Regions from separate parts of the Columba livia genome. Here region 1 is linked to region 2. A link is a contact called in public Hi-C data. All regions are on one chromosome and are shown on one strand. The core of a region is the stretch at or near the end of the contact, and the rest is flanking DNA. Distances in the headings are between cores, read along the strand shown. Region 1 holds the start of KCNJ2 (potassium inwardly rectifying channel subfamily J member 2). Region 2 overlaps MAP2K6 (mitogen-activated protein kinase kinase 6).

Region 1 (7,444 bases), core at 785-3,284, 170 kb before region 2:
CGTTCGCAACTGGTGGCACTGAGGATGCCAAGCAAGTGTGGGACCAGCCCTGCAACCCTCACCAGACAAAGAGCCCACCCAGTACCCACCAACCAACCCAAATCTTGGTATAATTGGGCCCAGCGCGCTACAGCCAGACACACACACGCAGCTGTAGATGCAATCATCACTAGGTGTGTTATTATTATTAATTCAGGCTGCCTTCCCTCTTGGAAGGGAATACAAGACTAGAGCAATGCAGCCTGTAATTACCAGCACTGGCACCAGCACGGCGTTACTGGGGAGCGATGAGATGGGGTGGGAGAGCCCTGCGCTTGCTCTGCTTCGAGGGGATGCTTGGAGAGGCAGAGAAAAACAGGGCTGCACTGCATCCACAGCATTTCTGACCCAACCTGTGTGCAAATGCGGAGCCCAAACCCCCACTTTTCCCTTCAGCAAGCATCCCCCTCAATATCTGCCCCCAGGAAAGACATTCACACCGTATGTTTAAACTCTGCAACAAAGAGCTCGAAGGGAATCGGTGCAGAAGGTTTAATACTGAGCAAAAAAACTCAAGTGCAAAAAGAGCGGAGGGGTGGGGAGAGGAGCACTAATGAGCGCTCGGAGCAGTTATTCCCCGGCGCACAGCCCTGCCGAGAGCCGGGCACATGTTGCTAAGAGAGCACCGGCACCAGCTCAGCCAAGCGCCTTCCCCTCCTGCCCTCGGTAAACAGAACAAAGGAGCCACTCGCACCAGTAAAGCCTGTTCCACAGTCCCCACTCCCTCGCTGCTGGGGACAGCCACCCCCAGAACCTTCCTCCGGACCCCTGTGTTACTTGAAAAGTCATTCCCCGGGGCTTCTCCACTGATTTGGGGAGACTCGAGTGACACAAAGCGCTCAGCTGCCTTCAGGAGAAGGATCTGTCCTTCACAATCAGGCAGTGGGGACGGGGGGGGGGAAATAAGTTAAAAAAAAGAGCAGATGATGATGGTGCAAAGAAATAGGAGAGAGGAAAAGACAAGTGGCATTTGCATCTGCTGTCCTGCCAAGGAGACGGGTTCAGGGTATTTCTAGCTGATGACAAAATATCTACAAGTGAAGCAGCCATCACCAGGGGGTGTACTTGATGCACCGGCTGGGAGGATGGAAAAGCAAACAAGTGTAAAGGTGAGGCTGGAACTGACACCTCGCAGGCTGGGGGGACCGAGATGCGGGTCCTGGCTCAGCCACCGCGGTGGCACCTGCGGGTCCCCGGGGAGGTGACAAAGCAGCCACTGAGTCCCCGCGAATAAATCTGCCATTTCTTATCAGTATTTTTTCCTTTAACTGTCATGAACAAACTCGGAACAATACAGCCCCTTCACGGGCTCTCCAGCTGCAATGGTTTTGTTTTTGTTTTCTTTCTTCCTATTTTTTTTTTTTCAGGATGGTTAAAAACAAACAACCCCCCCGCTTCCATAATACCAATGAATGAAGTTACAGGTTCATTTCATGCCCCTCCAGAACGTTTCAGACACTCCTTTCAAAAAGGCATATCTGATCTCCAAGACTTGATACTTTCGACCTCTCTCTTGTACAGGAAACAACAGGCGAGAAGAATTGGAAGGGATGGAGCGGTGCTGCTCCTGCGACACGGGCTTGTCATGCAAACTTCCAGCCCTTCCCCAGAATAAAATATTTCGGGGGCGGGAGGGGGGAGCAGCTGGTGCATGGAAAGTTATGAACATAAACAGATGCTGCAAGCAGATGCTCGAGTGTTCCCAGCATACCTATCTAATTATTTTAGTCACTGAGAATAGCTCGTGGATGGTGCATGAGAAATGCAAGAGTTCCCCCTCCAAACGTCTAAGCACAAATTCACCGAGCAGGAAAGCTTTATGTCGGGAATATCGCGACACGGTGCTCGCACCGAGACCGCGACCGCTGCATCGCCCTGCGGACCAGGGTGACCCTGCGTGGGCGTCTCGAATAGGTGTGGAAAGCAAGCGCTGCTTACCTGCCGGTGGCCCGAACGGAGGTGCTGGGAGAGTTCAAAAGGTGTAAGATCCCGCGGCTTTGTGGGGGACGCAGCAAAGCCAATCCCGGGGTGCCCGCCGGCCGCCGCACCGCTTCCCACTGAGCCTCTCAATGAGCCGCTGCCCCTTTTTTTCGCGAGCTGCCATGTGATGTTTAATAGCGGCCCCGCCGTCCCCGCCCTCCCGCCGCCCCGCACCAATGGCGGCCGGGAGGCCGGGCCGGGCCGGGGCAGCGCGGCCGGGGGCGGGCGGCACCCGGGCTGGGGGGTCCCGAGGACTTGCCGGGGGAAGCAGCGGCGGCCGCGGCCGCTGGGCTGTGCGGGGGCGGTCCTGGGCGGCCGCAGCACCCCCCCCCGACCCTGAGCGGCGTTCCACGGGTCCCGCTCGCAGCCGCTCCGCCCGGTTCCCTCCGGTTGTGTCCGCGGGCACCCGGCACCTGCCACGGGTACCCGCCCCCCCAGCTCCGAGAAAAGCTTTTGCGAGATTTTATTGGGAACCTGGGAAGGTCCCGGGTGGGATCTGTGTGGCTGAGCCGGTGTCCGGACCCCGTGTGCTAAGGAAAAATATCAGAGAGGGAATAGTTTGCACAGAATTCCAGAATGCCAGGGACTGGAAAGGACCTGGAACGCTCATCCAGTGCAATCCCCCCGCCGGAGCAGGAACACCCAGATGAGGTTACACAGGAAGGTGTCCAGGCGGGCACCCCCGTTGAGCAGCCTGGTCCAGGCTCTGTTACCCTCACTGAGAGGAAGTTTCTTCTCATATTTAAGTGAAACCTCCTGTGTTCCAGTTTGAACCCATTGAATCCACTTTCATTCCTTTTGCTCCTTTATTTCAGTGAAATGCTAAGATGTTTGTGATCTCACCACAAACACCTGACCCTAGCAGGAGAAGGAACACTCAAGCATCAAACCTCACATCCTTCTCTTTCACTGAGATCCAACGTGCCTTCCAAAACAAGAGCTTTGATCCCTGAACTAACATCTTTCGGAGCAAGGTTGGAAGCAAGAGAAGTATTTGCCTGGCTGCAGCGCGTAGGATCCAGTTCTTTGTTTCATTGATCACCTGTGGCAGCTCAATCCGCAGGCTGGCCGGCCGGTGTTGAAACGTGCAGAAATCAGAAGGATTTTTAATAGCCTGTCTGCCCTGCAGTGGACGTGGCCTAAGACTGAAAAAAAAGAAAGGATGAAATGTCTGGCCGGGAGCCTTGCAGGAACAAAAACAGCCTTGTAAGCACAGTCTGAAGTTTGCCAAGCTCCGGCGCTGATGGACAGTGCAGGGGTGTTGGTTTCCGAGGCAGGTGTCCGCTCCTCTGCCCTCGGAAAGCCGCGTTCCCCAGGGCCAACAGCTGAAATGCAGCGGGGAGCCCTGTGCGCTCCGCTGGAAAACTCAGAGTGAAGGTGATTGCTGAGTGCAAGGGCTGCGGACCACACAAGGCTGTGAACACCTCCAATTGCAGCCCAGGATTGCAATGGTAGCTCCTGCAACACCCAGCGAACGGGTGCTGGGGATGGTGTGGGACGAGCAGTGTTAATCCGCAGTCAGGTTTTCTGCCTGGAGCTGCAGAGGGACTGGTCCAAAAGCTTCCTCACAATGTCCAAAACAGGCTCTAAATCAGATTCCCTGCTTTCCACAGCGCCAGTGCCTGTAGTCACTTGTAGTTGCTTCAACTGTCCTCCTTCTCGTTTGTTTCATAAGTTTACAACCCTGACATGAAAATGCCTTGCCCAAATGCTTTAGGAACATATTGCTGCTGAACAACTTCCACCGCCTGCCCTTAGTGTCCCTTACAGGATCTGCTGAGTTCCCCATACTCCGAATGAGGAAGCACCGCATTGTTGCAGCAACAAATACAATGGCCAAATGCAGCTGGTTTGTAAAAGTCCCCAGTGTTATGTGTGCAGGATGCACAAAATTTACACGACGGGGAGAGGGGAAGAAAAGACAAGTGTTTGTGTACATTGAGCAATCTGGCATGTTGGGCAAACGTATTGTTTGTGAGTTATTCTTGGGTGATTCTGCTCATTTGTAAGTGGAAGAAAAGTCCTATAACATGGGTGAGTTTCTTATGAATGTCAAACCTGGAAAACAAAAAATCTACAAGAGGGATTGACTGCAGTTATTTTCTTCATTCAGTAAGATGAAAATCATCAAATCCACAGGATTTGAAAGCCATAGGCACAAATACTACACAGTTCATGTACCTGTATCAGAGAAAAAGCATCCCTCATTCTTCTGAGTGTCTGTGGGCTTTTTGTGAGCAGCTGTGATTGCTCTTGCTGAGAAGTGCTTTGCTGAGAACAGCCCCAGTTTGCGGGGGGGTGGGTTCACCAAATCTCTGCACAAAATCCACGAGATATTACAGATTACAGCCCGACCTTGTGGACTCTTACTCAGCCTTTACTCATGCAAACCAACCGCTAAGAACTGCAGGACTGCTAGACCCAAAGATCCCAGACCCGCCGACGTGACTAAGACTTAATCACAGCAGCAGGGACTTGCAGGTTCAGCCGTTTGGTGTTTCATCCTGAGGAAGGGTAGAGCAGATACATCACGACTGTTTTGCAGCTTGTTTAATGTTGGAACAGCTCTGCCCAGAAAGCTCTTCTTAGAATGAAATATCGATTCTCATCTCTTATGTAGATAATGAGAACCATAACAAAGCCGGCTCGCGTCCGCGTGGACTTCAGCGAGAGAAACACCTCCAAACCCCCTGAACGGGGAAGTTGAAGTTACAAGAACAGTTTCTAAAAAACCCTTTCCTGTTGCAACAAGCCAGGACAAAAGGGTTGAGAGACAGCTGAAAACTTAACCCTCAAGAGTGAGCCAGGGTTTGTTTTTCTTCTCTTGATGAATGGTTTTCTAATTTGACGTGGTCTAGCTACAGAAGTCTCACTACAGAGCCTCCTGAATGGGAATATTAGAAGAGCTTTGTGAAGTGGTCACAGTCGGAGGAGTTTTCAAGCTAATAACCACTATCTGCAGAAGAAATGGTGTCGAGGGATGAGAAGGGCCCTGGGAAGGCAGAACATTCGTTTCTCGTAGGAGGTGGAAGAAAAGGAGCCAGCAACAAAGCGAGATGCTTTTTCTGAGGCAAATTTCAGCCAGGCCATACCAGCAAAAAAAGGGGCTTTTTCTCCCCACATTTGCTGTTTTCTGGCCTCGTTGTCGCCTTTGCCGGTCACACCCCCTCGGTCCTGCCGAGCTCTGCAGATGCCATGGAAGCGAACCGGCGAGTTGTGCTGCAGACACAGTCCTTGCCAGCTGGGACCAGAGGCTTTAGCCCCTGTCTTACTGCACGGGAGATGTTATTAAATTGCTTTTTCTGTCTTGGCACTGAAATGACCTAATTATCAGATTGCATTAGTCTTCATCTCTTAAAGTGGCCAAATCTGCTTTGGTTCTCAAGGATTTTATTGCCAGCTGAAAATAGCTTAATTGTATTGTACTTGCAAAGAAAACATGGTCTGGTAGAATCAAAGCAGTCGGTTTCCACAAGATGAGAAGAAGTGCCATAAATAGGGCGTTGGGCTTGCTTTTTTTTTTCTGGTCTCACCATTTCCATGCATGTAAAGTGGCATAAGTGAGCCTTTCTTCTCTAACCATTAAGTCAACTGGAAAAAATTCATCAGGAAAAGGTGGTTTCCCCATTCACAGTAAACCCGTGGGGTTTCGACATTAACTGGATCTTTATATGTCTAATGCTGGGATCTCCAAGGAAAAATGAAGCCACGTTTGTAACATAAGGAATGGGTAAATCCAATGAGAAATCCATATTTGATAAGACTTGATAGAGCAAATAAATATATTTTGTGTTTTGCAAGCAAATAGGATATACAGATGTGCTGCCAGTGATACAGTTATATTGGATAATAAGGTGTTTGTTCATAGAAGGGATAAAATATGGCATAGGAGATTGAATTGTTTTATATATCTGAGAATAGTGGAACTCACACACCATTCACATTTGTTTTTCTCCCTTTCCCAGCTACTTTGTGTCCAAAATCTTTGCTTAAGTTTACAGGCTGTCCTATTTGGTCTTGTTCTGAAGTCAAATCACCAGCCAGTGACTACATTGTGAAAAAGATGAAGTATATCCTTTGAGTCTTTGCTTCTGCAGATGGTGGATGCGGGAAGCAAGGTGAAGAAACCTTGAAATAATGAATCTCAAACAGAAATCCACTGCTCACAGTAACTGTACAGAACCAGCAGTTCCATAGCAACCCAGGAAGTTCTGCCAAATAAAACTGATTTCCAACACCATATTCCATGTGGTTCCATTTCAATAAATTAAGATGCCTAATTTAAAAGGCCTTTAATTTCCAGCTCAACTTTCAGACCCAACAAAATATGATCAAAACTTGCTGGCAAAAAGTGAGCTCTCTCAGTTTTCAACAAATGCTCATCTCTGCAGTGTCAAAGGCCTGAAAATGATGAGGAAATGTTAGTATCTTATTTAATGTACACTTTGCCCATTCTTCATTTTCTAGAAGCCTTGTAGCAAGACAGTTGTATTATCATTTAGTGATCTATTTCCACAACTGAGGGTTCTGGATAATCTTTCAGAAATGCAGTAAGCCAGCATCCAGCGTCATTTGTGGCTTGGCAATATTCTTGATTTTGGCTTGGCCAGCCCTCTGTCAGCTGTGGCAATTTGTCCTCAAAGGCAGCAACAGGGAATGTCTATTTGGATCTATGAGAAGGACCTCAGTATAGGTGATGAAACTCTCCAAGTAATTACATATTAATGAGGCCAATATTTCCCTATTAATCTCAGAGTTATCTAATGATCTTCCACCCTTCCCATTCTTTGGATATCTCAAGGGAAAAGGGAGTTAATGGTTAATAAAACTTGCCAGAGCGGTGAGAACATGCCCATGGAGCTGACAGAGAACTTGACAATTCCTGGAAGGAAAAGGGTTAAGAGCCAGCAACTCACCCATACAAAACTGTGACTGTAGCTCCCGTTGCGAGTGTTCCTGGCCTGCCAGGTTTTCTAAAATCAGGACAGGCTCACACTCAGCTGCAGAGAACAGGGTAAGAGCATCTTTGCATTCCTCTGGCTTGCAAACTTGCGGTTGTGTCGGTCCCGGATGGCAGCAGGAGTTCGATGTTCATAGGTTTTTCAATGGGAACCTGCTGTGGGCTCCCACCGGTCCGGTCACCTCCTCTCTCAAAAGCCCACGTGGTGCTCGGCCAACTGTCGACCGTCCGTCTGCAGCGTCCCCTGTGCTCAGAGATGGTGGCCGGGTCCCTCCCCTCAACCTGGGGGTCACCAGATTGATGAGCTGATGTTTTAGGAAGCATTGTGAGCCAAGGTGTGAGGTTGGGGAGAGCTGCAGGGGCTGGAGATGTGGTGCTGCATGTTGGCACCAACCTTCCTGGCACAACAGCGTTCTGGTTAGCAAAAAAAACAGGTAATCTACCTTCTGGGGTTGTGTTGGGGTG
Region 2 (7,098 bases), core at 500-2,999:
CACCCCGCACCCCAGCAACGCTGTGGCCGTTTGCAGCCCCTACAGCCCCCCATCCCCGCTGAAAAGCTGGTATTTTTTGGGGGGGTGCAGGAAGGCGGCTCGTCTCGCCGCAGCAGCGCCTTTGATGTGGGCTGGACGGGATGTGGGTGTTCTGCTCCCCCAGCCACGCCAGCCCAAGCGCAGAAGGAAAAACCGACGGCAGAAAGACTGACAATTCCTTCTGTAGAGCAGCTTCAGCACTCCTGAGTTTTCAGTAACGTGCGATAAGCTGCTACGAGCAGGATGATCCTTAAAAACCTTCCACGTGAAAAGCAAAGCAGCACAGTGTATCCCCGACAACTTCCACTGGGTAAATACAGGTAAACTGACAGCACACCGCTTTTAAATCTCATTTATTTATTTTTGTGTACATTTTTCTTAATTTGACTGACATACCATTGCTATAAAGATGCCCTGCTCTTTGAATATTTAATCCAAGACCACTAGTTCAAGTGTGGTTATGAAAAGTCACGGCAAACATATGACTGGAAAGAGGTGGTCGGTTTTGACTTCCAGGCAGTTGTTTGAAGCAGTTCATAGATGCACACAATATTCAGCAGAACACACGCACACACGCTGCTGAATTTAACACACACACGCGCGCACACGCACATCTGGAAAACGGTTACAGTGGTTGAAGTTTCAAAAAGGTGAACTGTCCCCTTCTCTCAGCAGCACTGATAAACCTTTGGGTATCCTGAGAAATCAAACTGAAGCGTAGTAAAGACAATTAACTTATTCCACCAGCAGTGTTTGGGTTCTTGTTCAAGTTAAATATATTCTCCCAATCTATTCTTTTTTTTAATGAAGAGGGTGGAGGAAAAGGATCTGGAGCAGTCAGGTTTAAGAATACCAGTTCAGTTGTTCCACCAATATCCCTAATCCAGCACAACGCGAATCCTAAAAGCATCTCATTAAAACAACATTGTTAAATAAAAGCTTATCTAATGTTACACACATGGTCCTACTGTCAGTCTCCAGCTATTTATCATCTTCATAGTATGGGGAACGGCTTTGAGATGAATGAAGATGACACAGAGTAAGAGAAGTGTTTCAGACGGGGCGGACGTGGAGCCGTATGGGGGGGCAGCCGAAGTTCTGTGGGGCGCAGGGAGGACCCGGCGAACTCTGCAATATCTGACTGGCTCCGGTGTGAAATTCACCTGGTTGCAGACAGGAGAAGGAGCTGGGAGCTCGGTTTGTCATGGCACGGGGTGGCTCTGCGCTGCTACAAACCCTCGGCAAAGCCCCAGGGGACCTTAACCAGCGCTGACAAGAACCTGGGTCGCACCTCCCAGAGATGACAGCACTTCATTTATTTCAAATATACCACTAGGACATGTTCACGATAACAGGCCAAGGCAATAAGAGTTTACCTCAACACTCGCTATCTCTGGACAAACCCGCACTCCCCAAAGCTACGATTCCAGGATCTTGTGTTAGGAAAGGGCACTTCTGACTCTCACCACGATGGAGCTTCCTCAAGAAGACTCAAAATTGAAAATCGCTCATACTGCATTGTGCTGCCTTCTCTAGTCTAACCCTAGCTTTTCCGTTCCCCCCGTGGATGCGAACAGCGGTGCTTCCCCCACCGAGAGCAGAGCCCGTGCCCCGCGTCCCGCGCTGCCGCAGGGGTTGTGTGAGGTTACGGCTGCTGAGCAGCAACGAGCACTGCGGAGGAAACGGGCCAGCAAAGACTTAGACAACAAAAACAAACACGAAGCAATTAATAGAAGGATGGGAGATGTGGTCTGATGTACTTTTGCCAAGAAATAAATATTTTACATTGCCTTTCCTAAAAACGCTTGCGTTGCGTTTTAGATCTCCAAAATGGTAGATTTACTCACCCCACCCACCCATGCACAACACACACACACACATTGTAATGCACATACGTTTCCAGCTTTGTAGAGCTACTGGATTTACTTTGAGACAAGTTTCTTGTGCATTTTGACAATTTACTTTGAGACAAGTTATTTGCAAGAAGGCAAAGTTCATGCACGGCTTTGACAGCTCCACTTTCTCATAAATGGTATTTGAAAAGCAGAAAGCAAATGAGGACCAAAGCTCCATTTAAAGTTCACCTCAGATGCCTGAAAACCATTTATACCCACATCCTTCTGAGGTCCCCGCTTTATGAACTTCTAATGAATTCCACATTCTGCTACCCACCATTCCTTATACATAGAGGGAAGGAAAAACAAACCAGAAAACCAATGCAAGCTGTTGGAAAACAGATGCACCGCAGCATTCTTCATCAGAAAGGCCAGGGAGGCTTTTGGAGCAGGAGAGCAGCAAGGCACCTTTGTGAAGAGGAGAAGGGGAATAAAAAGAACAAATGGTTGGTTTTGAGCCCCCGATCCTGCTTGTCTAACACAGGTCACGCTTGTGGGATTTCACCTCGACATCTCTGACCGAGCAAGACGCAGCTGGTCATGAGTTCCTCCATTGTTTCTGTAGGACTTGTGTCCTCCAGAGCCACAGATGTCTGGGCAGAGGGTGCTGGGTGGCCCTCAGCTCCGCTTTGAAGCCATCCTGGCAACCCCGAGTCTCCCCGGCTCGAGGGCTAAAGGAAAACTCCAGGAAAATGTGATAAGAGAAAAGCCTGGAGTGAGACTTGGTCAAACCGAGTTCATCACCAACCAGATTTGATTTGTCAGGTGGAAAATTATCACTTTCTCAGAATTCCAATGAGCTTTTGGTTAATGACATTGTGACACTAAACATTTTTACCACTTAAACTGAACCCTGATGCTAAGTCAATCCCCTCTTGAAGGAACAACTACAACCCAACCGCTGCTTTTCGTATTAAAAAAGCGTGAGCGGGTTTATTCGGAAGCCTCCACGATGTTTAAAGAAACATTGAAAAATCCACTTTTTTATGAAATATTCCTTATCCCCATCCCTAATTCTAGAGCAAACCAGGTCACTAAAAGAAAATCTAAATTGCTATAAATATAATTTAAAATAATAATTAGCCAGCTACTGCCAGTTGCCATCCCAGCTGTCAAGAGATCCTATAGGTATTCCATAAGGCTGGAGGGTAGGCTGGGAGATGCCTTCAGCACATCTTGTCTAGTACCAGAAATGGATAAATAATAAATAATTAGAACATGAGAAGGAATAATCAGCCTCCCACACGTAAGGAAAAGCAGAAACTTTCACAGTTCTGAAATGAAATAATGTTACTGTAAAAAAAATAATCCTAAAAATAAAGTAAAATAAGGACCTTCCTGACAGCAGGTTGGAAAGGCGCCTCTTTTCTGCCGTGTTCACAACACAGCTGCTTTGCCTGTGCCCTCTTCAAGACCAACAGACCACTGGAAGTGGTTGCTTTCCCATTGTGCTCAGTTCTTTTTTTAGCTGGAAGTACGTAGAAATAACCTTATTACAAATTTCCCGCCATCTCGCGAGAGAGCAGATTTCACACCGCCAGACCGAAATCCTAGAAATTTCATATATTTCGATGCTAAACACGGATCTTTGCCAGCAAAACTGTAATTCCTTAAATTGAAGATTTCGGGCATTTTTAGACAGTTCCTTTCTTCTGCGAGAAATGGCAAGTTTTACTCCAACCCATTTCCCATTTGCAAGAAACTCCATTCAGCAGCTCCCCCCGCAACACACTGCTGTTAAAAAACAAACGCAAAATCCCAACTCTTTGTACATTGTGGCTATTTCCAGCAGCCCTGCCGGCACAGTGACAGCTGTTGCCAAGCACGAACCACTCGATTCACAATTGTGGAGGAAGCGAAGCGGTGGCAGAGCTCTGGAAATTCATTTCATAATCTAGATCATGTAGGAAATACCTGGAGCCCGGTGCTGGTATTGGCGATGCTGTACTTTGTACCCTGCAGAGCCCCAACCTGCCAGACGTCCTCCAAATGGCACAGTCCGTGCTCTTAGGTATTTCTCCAGGACTAATGACTAAATCTGGGCTAAATGTGGATGGAGAACTCTGCAGCTGCACCTGTACATGAGAAAATTTGATCCTGATTTAACAGTTATGACGGAGACTGTAATTCATCTTTAAACACACCTATTTGGCTCTTACGAGGCACTTGATCTACATCTCCTCAGTCTGGCTGCGTAAATGAAGGACACCTGGTCCTTCCCAACTTTTCGCGGTATCCATCCTGAAAAAAAACCCACACAACTGGGCTGAGAAATACCGGAGGCTTTCAGATATTGTTCCTGGACTCTCCACGATGACTGAATGTTCTTTATTAGAGGGAAAAAAAACGAGACCTGGCAGACCCTGATACCTCCATCACGCAACCCCTGGGGAAACTGTATCTACCTTTGGTTTTGGAGGCCACGGGCACGCTTGCTGCCAGACCGCTCGTTCCAACCATCAGATGTTGGCCGCCTCTCCCTGGACCACTTATCTCCATCCACCTTCTGGCACAACGTGGTTCATACCCTTGCGTGACTGGTCACAGTGTTTTTGGAAAGACCACGGCTTGGTGTCTTATTTTCTCAAGAAGAAGAATAATCTGGGGCAAAACCAGCCTGAATTAGGATAAACCCTGAGCTGGCCTGAATTCTTCCTGTAAGAGAAACCAAACAGCAACTTTCCTGATCGGCTCAGTAATACTTGGGGTGTGTTTAGTCTTTATTTAAAAATTACACTATTCTGAGCTTCCTGGATTTAGCTGGGCCCAAAAGTGAAAGTAACATACCAAAATACCCTGAAATAAACTTCTAGGAAGGGTTTTCAGGTCTGGCGAAAACCACATAGCTTTGGAAATTGCCGAAAGACGTCTGATCTTTTGAGATTTCCATCTCTATTTCCAGAGCGCTCAAGATGCTTCCAAAGCTTCTCCCAGTGTATCCTCGCGGTACCTCACAGCCGCTGGACTTCTGCCCCATCGTGGAGAGAAACCCAAGTGCCTTTCGAGGAAGGAAAGGCGGCCCATCCCAAGTACAAGCCGCCTCGGAGCAAAGCTGCTGCAGCTCCAGAGCCGAACCGCTTCCAGGAAGGGATTTTTAATGCGATGGCAGCGAAGCACAAAGGGAGAAGTTCTCACTTGGGCTGGATACCTGCAGGGTAGCAAGGTTCTGGCTGCGTGTCCCGTTAATTGGGTAACGGAGAGGCAGGACCTTCCTCTTGCAAAGCCGAGAGCTGGCTGGGGGCCGCTCTCCCTTTCCTTCACTCTGACCAACCGCCCAGAAAAAAAGGCTGAGAGTAAAATCCCAGACAGTAAAACACAAAACCTAAAGGTGGCTGAGACTTAAGGTATCGATAGAGGCAAAGAGCTTTGTAGCAACCCAGGAGCACACTAAAGGAGGCCATGGAATAAACGTCATGCAGCCAAAATCGCTCCCAGTAGAACGGCACTGGCGGCTGTACGGACCCCTAAAGAATTCATTTATCCCTGTGGCCTGTAAATTTGGTATTTCCACCATTAGGCTACTTCGAGACCACCTTAAAATGTTTATTCTAATGTGTTCCCCATCATTTAAGTCCGTTAAATATCGCACCAGCAGGTTCAGCAGGAGAAGCAGCGATGCACAAGAGCACGCAGCAGGCAATGAGCATCAGCTCACTTGCAGTTTTTCCTTGTGGGTTTCTTTTGGATTTTAGATTTTGTCTCTTTTTGCTGAAGTGGGGATGCAGTGGCAATGAGGGACTTGTGAGCAAACTCCTTACCTACAAATGGGCCTGAAGGTATAAACAGCCAGAGAAAGGGGAGACAGGCCGGTCTCAGCAGGCTATGTACCCAGCCAAGTCTGTGGCTGTCTCTTTGCCCTCTCTTTTTGCTCCAGCAGCCTTCCCCATCGACTACAGACCTTCCCGGGCAGAGCGGATGGGCACCAGCTGCCTATCAAAGGACTCATTTTGTCCCTACCCCATTAAGACCGCTCTTGCATTTTACTGTCTTTAGAGTCCTTTTTATTTATATAGCACAAGAACCTTTGTGTCCAGACCACTGGTACGACCAGCTCCTACCTGTATCTACACACATCCACAAACACATGAAAGCTGAGATGCAACTGAGCTTTTCCTGCCCCTCTTTATTAACAACATCAACTGTTTTTATGGTGTGGGGTTACGTGAAGGAGCAGCATCCTTTCAACCTGCAACCCAGCTTCCTACCACACAGAAAGCATCTCTCCAGCCACGATCCCAGAGTGAATCTCACTGCACTGCAGAGCTCTGGCCTGCCAGAGCACACATCAAATTTCATATTATCCATCTGCTCCAGTAAAGGCTGAGCTGAAATATTAATTAGGAGATCTGATCCCTTCTCACCAGAAACAATCTGGATTTTATAGCTCAGCCAGAGGCCAGCGAAGCGGACAAAGCTCTGTGATACATCCTTTGCTGCTGGTTAATGGCTTTCAAGGAAACAACCAACCTGGGGGGGAGGACACAGCCTGTAAAACACATGGACATCTGGTCTGGTTTGTCCACCCTTCGTCTCCCCCATGCTCAACCCCCACCTCCTAAGTGCACGTTCAGACCAAAAAGAGACGACCCTTCTAACATAAACAGCTATAATATGGCAATAAAGATTAATGAGTAAAACTTGCCGTTTTATGTATAATCCGTGGGGATTTACAATCATTAATCTTTATTAGTGTGTAATAACTGTTTAGACATTAAGGACAGATTCTCAGCTGGACAAAACTGGCCTTATTCCAGCCAAGCCAATGGAGAAATGCCAGTTTACACCCTCCATGACCCCAGCTCTCACTGAGACCCATCCCCAGCTGCAGGAATCGTATCGCCAGCAGTATTTCCCCAACAGCAGGGGCAGACCAGTGAAGGCAACTATTTGTCTTTCTCTGTACCCGAAAAAGAGAGCTGCATGTGTCCAGGAAGCTCAACAATAGACATGTCAATAAACAGGAGGAAATTCAATGAAAAAGCAACAGCAACAAAAGGAACCCCAAGGAGCAGGGAAGTGGATGATTTTTTGAGGCAAGACTATAAGATCTGGTTTGGCAGGAGCGTAACTAAGAGGGATGTAGCAATCTTTGGCATGTGGAAGAGTGAAAGCACCAAGACGGGCCCCCAGAGTTCCTCTGAGAGGAACAAGATGGAAGAGAGAG

What was found. A called contact is a pair of places that touch in the nucleus more often than the background predicts.
Region 1: a contact with region 2 is called in a Hi-C map of crop, with 2.6 times the contacts expected there. The contact joins the promoter of KCNJ2 here to the enhancer-like site in region 2.

What each region holds. Positions count from the first base shown.
Region 1 is chr18:11,911,901-11,919,344 of bColLiv1.pat.W.v2, reverse strand. KCNJ2 (potassium inwardly rectifying channel subfamily J member 2) reads right to left here and starts at 2,034. Exons shown (of 2, transcript NM_001290101.1): 1 at 1,978-2,034.
Region 2 is chr18:11,744,457-11,751,554 of bColLiv1.pat.W.v2, reverse strand. The region is part of intron 12 of MAP2K6 (mitogen-activated protein kinase kinase 6); the gene reads right to left. Among named protein-coding and RNA genes, the nearest start is that of MAP2K6, 45 kb to the right of the region's middle. Within about 2 kb of position 1,749, at least 1 of the 3 cell types and tissues checked has an H3K27ac peak away from gene starts, as active enhancers do.